Linked DNA regions of Rattus norvegicus: region 1 is linked to region 2. Evidence: chromatin contacts called from public Hi-C data. All regions are on one chromosome and are shown on one strand. The core of a region is the stretch at or near the end of the contact, and the rest is flanking DNA. Distances in the headings are between cores, read along the strand shown.

Evidence for each region. A called contact is a pair of places that touch in the nucleus more often than the background predicts.
Region 1: a contact with region 2 is called in a Hi-C map of the A7r5 cell line, with 3 times the contacts expected there. The contact joins two enhancer-like sites. A contact is called at or near these places in 2 of 12 Hi-C or Micro-C datasets (the A7r5 cell line and mammary epithelial cells).

Annotation. Positions count from the first base shown.
Region 1 is chr7:49,311,113-49,315,259 of GRCr8, reverse strand. No RefSeq gene overlaps it. Among named protein-coding and RNA genes, the nearest start is that of Krr1, 49 kb to the left of the region's middle. Within about 2 kb of position 2,414, at least 7 of the 93 cell types and tissues checked have an H3K27ac peak or open chromatin away from gene starts, as enhancers often do. A contact at or near this core is called in the A7r5 cell line, where this site is marked.
Region 2 is chr7:49,179,524-49,183,825 of GRCr8, reverse strand. No RefSeq gene overlaps it. Among named protein-coding and RNA genes, the nearest start is that of Krr1, 180 kb to the left of the region's middle. Within about 2 kb of position 1,900, at least 6 of the 93 cell types and tissues checked have an H3K27ac peak or open chromatin away from gene starts, as enhancers often do. A contact at or near this core is called in the A7r5 cell line, where this site is marked.

The sequences.
Region 1 (4,147 bases), core at 1,165-3,664, 130 kb before region 2:
CGGAAATTGTCTTTTACATGTCCGCGGTTTCTGCTCTTTTGGGCGCAAAGGCCAGCTTACTGTTCTGGGGACTAACAACAGAAGCGTCTAGTCTCACTATGTTCATGCTCTTGAGTGTATTAGAGCAGCCATAAAATTTGGCTTCTTAATATGGACTCATACTTGGTATGAAACTGTCCTCTAAGGAGGAGTGAAACACAAGAGCCCCTCGGAGACCAGTAAGTACGACTGTAGCTGAGCGCGCTGGGGAAACATGGCTTATCTATACACAGCAAAGAAAACTGGTCCAAGTAAATGGAAATTAATTTTGAATACTGTCCTGTATGCTTCATTGAAGGACTCATCCTTTGTGGTTTGGCTAGAAGATGAAGAACCTTCTAAACGTTATGTCAAAATATTACCAAAAAAAAAAAAAAAAGAAAAGAAAAAAAGAAAAAAGAAAAAAAATGTTTAACGGAATACCTGGTATTTGTGAGGAATTGGAAACTGTTGGTATCTTTTCAAGCATCAGCCCATAAGCTTATTACTAATTTATTTCAGGTAGGCGATATTATGGTCCTGTGGTGGTTTGAATAGGAATGGCCCCTATAGACTCTTGTGCTTGAATGCTTAGCCCATAGGGAGTGGCACTATTAGGAGGTGTGGTCTTGTTGCAGTGGGTGTGGCTTTGTTGGAGGAAATGCGTCAGTGAGCTGGTGGGCTCTGAGGTCTCCTGTGCTCAAGCTAAGCCCAGTGCGTCACTCTGGCCTGCATATCAAGACGTAGAACTCTCTGCTTCTCGAGCACTATGTCAGCCTGCACACTGCCATGCTTCTTGCCATGATAATGGAATAAACCTCTGAACCTGTAAGCCAACCCCAATGAAGTGTCTGCCTTTCTAAGACTTGCCTTGGTCATGGTGTCTGTTCACAGCAGTAAAACCCTAACTAAGACAGGTCCATACGTTACAGTAAAGGAAACCTGTTTAGAAAGACCAAATAATGAAAAGGCAACCCAAAACTTCCTGTGTCTCTTAAAAATATACAGTTCTAATTCTAGCTACTCAACACTGAGGCTGGAGAATAATAAGTTGAGGACGTGTCTGGCGACAAAGTGAGTTCAAGACTAGCCTGAGCAATTTAGTGAGACCCCGTCCTAAAATTAAAAAGTAAAAGGGGGCACAAGTGTCCATGAGTATCACCTCAGACAGAGTGGCTGCCCAACATGAGCGATTCACTCAGGTTCAAACAGGCTGTCTGCTCAAAGGCAAAATAACAACAACAACAACAACAACAATAATAATACTGACGATGATGATGATGGTGATGATGATGGCGATGATGATGATGATGATGATGATGAAGACATTATAAAGAGGACACAGCAATTCAAGGCAGTTTCCTTGTTTGCTTCTCATACAGCAAGTCATTTCAGAATAGTTCGTTTGTCCAGATAGCAAAGTGGCCTTTAAAATGCTAATTTTGAAAACTGCAAACAATATGCCCTTCTTTGTTTACATTCCTTCGAATTACTTTTAATTTTAAGGTACTATATTTTTGTTCTTTTGAATATATATCATATATGTATATATCATAATCTTCTCTTCCTGGAGTTTTCCCTGATCCTCAACATCTCACCCACTCATCCAACTTCATGTTCTCTCTCTCTCTCAAAACAGCAACATAACAACAAAAAAAGCAAAAAAACCCCCAAAAAACAGAAAAATAAACCCAAGAAAACTAAACTACAACAAAAAAGCACACACACACAGAGAGAGAGAGAGAGAGAGAGAGAGAGAGAGAGAGAGAGAGAGAGAGAGAGAGAGAGACTGTTTTGTGCTGACTAACTTCTCCTGCCCTGGAGTATGGTTGATATCCTCACTGCTACTCCATTAAAGACAGTAAGTTTGCCTTTCCCATCAGGTATCCATTAGAAATAGCTTCTCGGTTAGCAGTGAGACTTTGTGCCACTTGCCCTTCCCAGTGCTGGGACTTTTGTCTGGTTTGAACCATGGGACGTGTACACAGTGCCACCATTTCTGTGAATTCATATGTGCATTAGGGCTTGCCGTGTCTGGAAGACACTGTTTCCATAGACTCATTCCTTACCTCTGGCTCTTATAATCTTTCCGCCTCATCTGTGGTGTGGATCTTTCTTCCTTGAATATTCTTATCCCTTTGTATTATCTTTTGCTTTAACACGAGCTCCCAGGACTAGTGAGAAGCTACAACCTATTTCTTCTCATCTATTCCGTGCTCAGTGAGACAGCTAGGTAAAAGTCCCCATGGTGTCAGGAATTCTCATTCTAAGAGTTATTTTAATACACAGGATGAAGAGGGTCAGGTTCTTTCCAGAAACAGCACGGAGCAAGGCAGGGGAAGGCTTAATTAACTAAGATGCCAAGTCTAAAACCGTGAAAAATTTTCACCACTAGGGGGCAGTGCTTGAAAGAATAACAGTCTACTCTTGCAGTTAGGCGGGACAGAGAACAATGACCTCCTTGTTATTTCCTACCCCACATACAGAGCACATAAAGATTTTATTTCTTTGGAGAAAAGAGGGACAAAAAGCGTTTGCTCTGACTTGAGGCAGAATTCAACGATGACGCTCTCTTCACTTGCTGAGCTCAGAGCAAGAGATGCCAGTAGCACTTAATTTTCAGAATCACTAAAGCGTCCATGAAAGAAAGTGTGCTTATAAAAATGAAATCTTTCCATAATAAACTCTAAAGGAGAAAGTATTTGTCAAAGTTATGATGGAGGAGCAGGAAAAAAAATGGTTGCTCTGGTCTGAAAATCATTAAAATTTGTTACGATGAATAACTTATTTAATAAATAACCTTTTCCCCCCTTCCTTTGTGCGTGTAACAGTCACACACACTGTATCATACAGAAACAAAGGCAACATCTATGTAATAATATGAAGGAGTTAAATCTTGCTCTTTGAAGAAGGAAAGGACTACTGGATGAGGCGTTGAAGGTGTTTTCGAAAATAGATCGTAAAGACTGTAAGTCCATTGTTTACCTGCTTCAGTCTTCAACAGGAACATCGTTAATTAGAGTCCTAAACTGGAAACATTGTTTCTTTAAACCCTCATTACAACCCACAGTCCAGGGAGCAGGAGGGGTTGGTTGAACACTCCTGCCTTTCAAAGGAAACCAGAGAGGGTAGGGGAGAGAAAGATCCCAGAGTTTTTCCAAGAATGCCAGATTCAAACCTTCTTACTTTTCCTAAAGTCAACCCATGGACTTCAATGATCATCATTGAGGATAGGAAAACATTGGAGAAGCTAGCACAGCATTGGGCGAGGTAGAGTGCTGTAAACATTGATCTTTTGCTCGTCTTAATGATAAGTGAGAATGTCCAACAACACAAATGAAGCGTGAGGAAGTCCAAACGGAGGCAGTCCAAACAGAGGATGCCTTTTCTATCCCCAAGCCAGTCAAACAGGTCCCCTTGCTCTAAGAAAAAAAATGCATGTTAATTGGGAAGAAGATATTCTAGCCCCTGCCTTACCATCAATTCCCCTAGTCAGAGGGTAACGTTACAATGTGAGAGCTGTTGTGGGTCCTATCCACTCACTTCTGCCTTTGACTTGGAAGGACAGAGCAGAAAGTAAGCTTACGGTAAATAGACAGATAGACAGATAGATAGATAAATGTCATATAGATCAAGGTTTGTTTTCCCAGCCCTCCTTAGCTGTGTGACCCTGCGTGGCTCTGCCCAGGACTAACTGTCATGTGGCACACAGTTCTCTTTGCAGAAGGAGGTAACAGATGTGCTCACATCACAGGATCAATGCGCAGGAAATAAGGGCAGAGGCAACTCGGCCGCTCTTCACAGAGCTTCTTCTGTTATGAGTCCATCATGATCTCACAGGCTTCACTGACTTCAAAGGAGGAGGCTGTCACGTGGCATATGTTAAAACTTCACCACAAATACTAGAGATCCCACTATTCATGCTCTAAAGGGTCTTAAACTTTTAAAACTTTCAGGTTTTGTTCTGCTTTAAAAACAAACAAACAAACAAACAAAAACAAAACAAAAAACAAAAACAAAACAAGGACCTTTCCCCCATTTCAATCGCGTACAAGCTACAGTTATAGAATATATGCCTGGATGAGGCCTTAATGATCTTTCTAGAACCCCTCCCACTCTCCTACATCCC
Region 2 (4,302 bases), core at 651-3,150:
TAAAAGACAAAAACAAAAAGAAGGATGAGAATGGAGGAGGAAGAGAAGGGGAAGAGGAGGAGGGGGAAGAGGAAGAGGAAACACTGAATGCTCTGCTCTAATAGAACATCTTTATCCATCCTCATCACGACTCAGAGAACACTGTAGAAGAGAAAGCTGAAGGAGCATAAGAACTAAAAACTGGGGAGGGGTGCTATGGGGTGCTCTCTCCTGAATATGACATGGAAACCACAATTATGAATGGATGCCAGTTACAGTCACCTCTACAAGACCTGCACAAGATGAGGCCAGCTGAAAGACCCATATAAATGAGGCAGATGATTTCCAGGCCACACCTCCTACTGAGAAGCCACTGGCAGCTGATTGATGCTGGGAAAAGAGAATCAGTCTTTAATCATGGTTTTCCCATGCTCCAATGATAGCCCCACCCCAGTACACACATGAGCAGCTCTAATTGGGTTCAGTGGATTATCAAAAGAAGGATAAGGTGAATGGGGTGGGACTGAAATTGAGGGGTATTGGAGAGGATGCACAGAAATTTGGAAAAGAGAAGTGGGGGGTTTAGATGACTGTATTTCATTGTATACATGTATGAAATTCTCCAAGTGTATATGTGTTGTGTGTGTGTATGTATGTGTGCATATGTGTGTATATGTGTGTATGTGTATATGTATATGTGTGTATGTGTATGTGTGTATGTATGTGTATGTGTCTATGTGTGTATATATGTGTGTGTGTGTGTGTGTGTGTGTTTGTGTTTGTGTTTGTAACAATTGGGAAACCATTGGGAGCAATTGTGTAACAAACAATTGGGGAAAACAAAACAAAACAAAACCAATTTGAAAAGAATATAGAAAAGGAAGAAAGTTGATAATAATGAGAATTGTTATTCTGTTTACTTTGTGTGTATCTGCACATATATGCACATGTACATGTCACATGAAGTATTTGCATGTATATATACATACTGATACACATGTATATTTGAATTATTTTGTGTATAGGTGTTTTGACTAAATATATGTCTGTGTAGCACTTGAATTCCTGGTGCCTGCAAAAACTAGAAGATGGTAGTTGACGCCTAGAACTGGAGTTACAGATGATTGTGAGTTACTATGGGAGTGCTGAGAATTGAACCTGATCCTCTAAAAAACCAGCCAGTACTCTTAGCCACTAATCCCATCTCTCCAGCTCCTAGTGTGTGTGTGTGTGTGTGTGTGTGTGTGTGTGTGTGTGTGTGTGTATGTGTGTGTGTGTGTTTGTGCATGTGCATACATGTGGTTTCCTGCATACAAATAAAGTAACTTTAAAGGTAAAATACACAGGTAAGTATATATTCACAAATATCCCTGATGTATGATGTATGTACTCTGGTGTTAGTCTTCATGGCCTGTAAACATTACACATTTCATTTGCTTTGCATTTAAAGAGGTAAAACAACTTAAAGATACTCGTGAAACCATCACTGTGCAAACTTCTAGATTGTTAACAGTTTCCCAAAGAGCCTTTTTCTCGAAGCTTTATACATATCTCACTGCCCCCTACATTTTGGCTGGTTTGCTGGGAAAACACAAGAGTGGACATCACACACACAGGACGGGCTTCCAGCGTGTGACATGGGGACTTCAGAGGGATAATCCTGAACACTCACTTGAATGGTTGAAAGGAAGAAAAAAGTGGGCACCGCTCTATGTATCTGTTTATCCAGCCTGAGAGCACCTTGGACAAAGCGTTGTTGTCCGTGCCACCGTTTGTTTTTCTTTCTGGAAAGGAAGTTAAAGTATGAATAAAGAATGATGTTTTTGTTCAGTAAGTGACTAAGTTCAGACATTACGGCCAATGGATATCCTTCGGTGGATAACAGTGTGCTTTCCTGTGAGTCCTCTAAAAGTCAAGCAAACAGAAAAGAATAACTTCTCCATGACTAACAGGTCCACAGAGTACCTCTGAACACTTGTACAGACAGCCTGGGGGCTTCAGCTCCATTCATGCGAACCTTTGGCAAATCTAGGTCAGTGATTCATGCCTTTCTCATGCCAAGACAGACCCTTTAATACAGTTTGTCATGTTGTGGTGACCCCCAACCATAAAATGCTCTTGTTGCTACTGCATAACTGTAATTTTGCTACTGTTAATGATCTCAATGCAAATACTTTTGGAGGCACAGGTTTTGCCAGAGGGGTTGCGACTCACAGGTTGAGAACCGCTGATCAACATGCTTTGCCGATCACCTCTCCACCTTTATATGTGATAGCAGAAATCCCTCCTCTGTGAGCAGTTTTTAACCTGCATGTTATACCTTGTTTGCACTTCCCTAAAACCCTGAGGTAAAAGAGGAGCTTCTGCTATCCAAAATTGTTAACAAATGTAAAAACGAGGTTTGGAATAGATAGTCCCAGAACGTCTAACTAACAAGAGAAAGTACTGAATTCCAACCTGGGGAACCGGACTCCAGGGCAGGCAGTTCTAAGTAAGGGACTGTCAGCTGGGACAGAGCAGTGTCATTGGTCTCTGGCTGTCCTTCCTTAAAGACAGTCTTGGGCAATAAGCAAAGAGTGTTGCTGGTTGGTTTGGGGCTAAACTTGGCCAAGAGATCCAGCTTGGTAAGAATGAAGTGCATGTGCTCCAGAGATAAGAGCAGAGACATTTTATCTCATGGTATTTACAACCAAAACGCTCATTGATGTGTGCTCGTGGGCAAGGCCAAGAGGTGGAGTAAGAGGAAAAGTCTGAACTCTTTTATGGCATTCTCTCTAATTATTGGACACGTCACTTCGCCTCAGCTTTCATAAAGGTTCACAGGGGCGCTGCATGATTTTGGTGCTTGCAATAAGGCTTAAATTAATAGAAATTAAATACCTTGTTTATAAACTGGAATAATTAATTTTACTACTTTTTTGTCAACTTGTGCAAATCCAGACACATTTGCCTCTTGTCCCTAATATGAATGGACTATTGATACACGAAAACACATATGTGTGCATATCAGTGCACATAGAGATAGAATATAAGTGTGCATTTCTATCTTAGGAAAACGCAACTTCTGGCAAAGTCAGGAAGAACAGATTGTACTAAAGCCAATATCACCATTAAACATAAACTATTATAAGAGTACACAATCTGTTGTGATGGAAGCTCTTTGCCTATTGTTTATCATCCTTAGACTTTTAACCCTGTGATCAAATATAGCGAAAGCATCTCATGAGGGCGAAAGCATGATCAGACACATGACCATGGGCAAGTCACTAAAACTCTTCACGCAAGGGAGCTGATGTCAGGGCTCTGACCCATTTCCCTTTCCATCTCATACAAGCCTCTCACAAGGCACAGCTGAGATCAGAATACAGGGAAAGGGGCTGCGCATGTGTTCATTCAAATCCTTACTCTGTTGCCCCTTCTGCATGGAGCTAGCCACCCAATAGCAGAGGTAATGCTAAAGGAGGCATCTGGAACCTCGGAATTTGCTGTGAGCATCCCGTCTGTATATTAGAGTCATCAGACATTAGAAGTTTAGAGGTATAGACTCCACATCCCCGTAAAGCAAAAGCTGCTGTAACAAATGTTACACACACACACACACACACACACACACACACACACACACACACACACACACACACAAATCTCACTTGCATAGCATCTGCGTAGCACACACAGGAAGCTCCAGCTTGTTGAAAATAAATGAACTCTGTATCCCTCAACAGCTGAGACAACAGCGGGCTGAGTCTCCATAGGTGGATGAGCACACCGTGAGCTGGACCATGGCCTGAAATTCCCGAAACAAAACCCCAGAGCTGTGTAAGTTGACCTTCTCTCTCTTGGCACAGTTGACCCCTTAAAAAAGAAGAGATGAGACATCCCAAAGCACACTGAACTTTTAACGACAGCAGCTCAAAAGAAAAAAAAAAAAAAGCTAAGAAAAACTTGGGGGGGAAATGCATGGGTGTGCCCTTGCGATGTTGGAAGAACACACTGGTTGACTTGGCCACTTTCTGTTTGGGGAGTAAACAGAGATTGTTTTAGAGTCAGATATGCCAAGGTTGCTGTGGGATGCACAGTTTGCTGAAAACAAATTTATCTGTCTATTATAAACAGGCTTCCAACACGGCAGGACCCACTTCTCCATAGCAGTCAGGCTTACAATGACATAAAACAGAACACCAGGAACTGTATTTAGAAAGGCTAATCTAAAAATCGATTCAGCGGGGAGAAGTGTACAAATGCTTAGAAAAAATATGGATGCACAAGTACAGTATAAATAGGAAATGGGTTCTTTTTCTATAGCCTGAGAGCTCTTTTTTT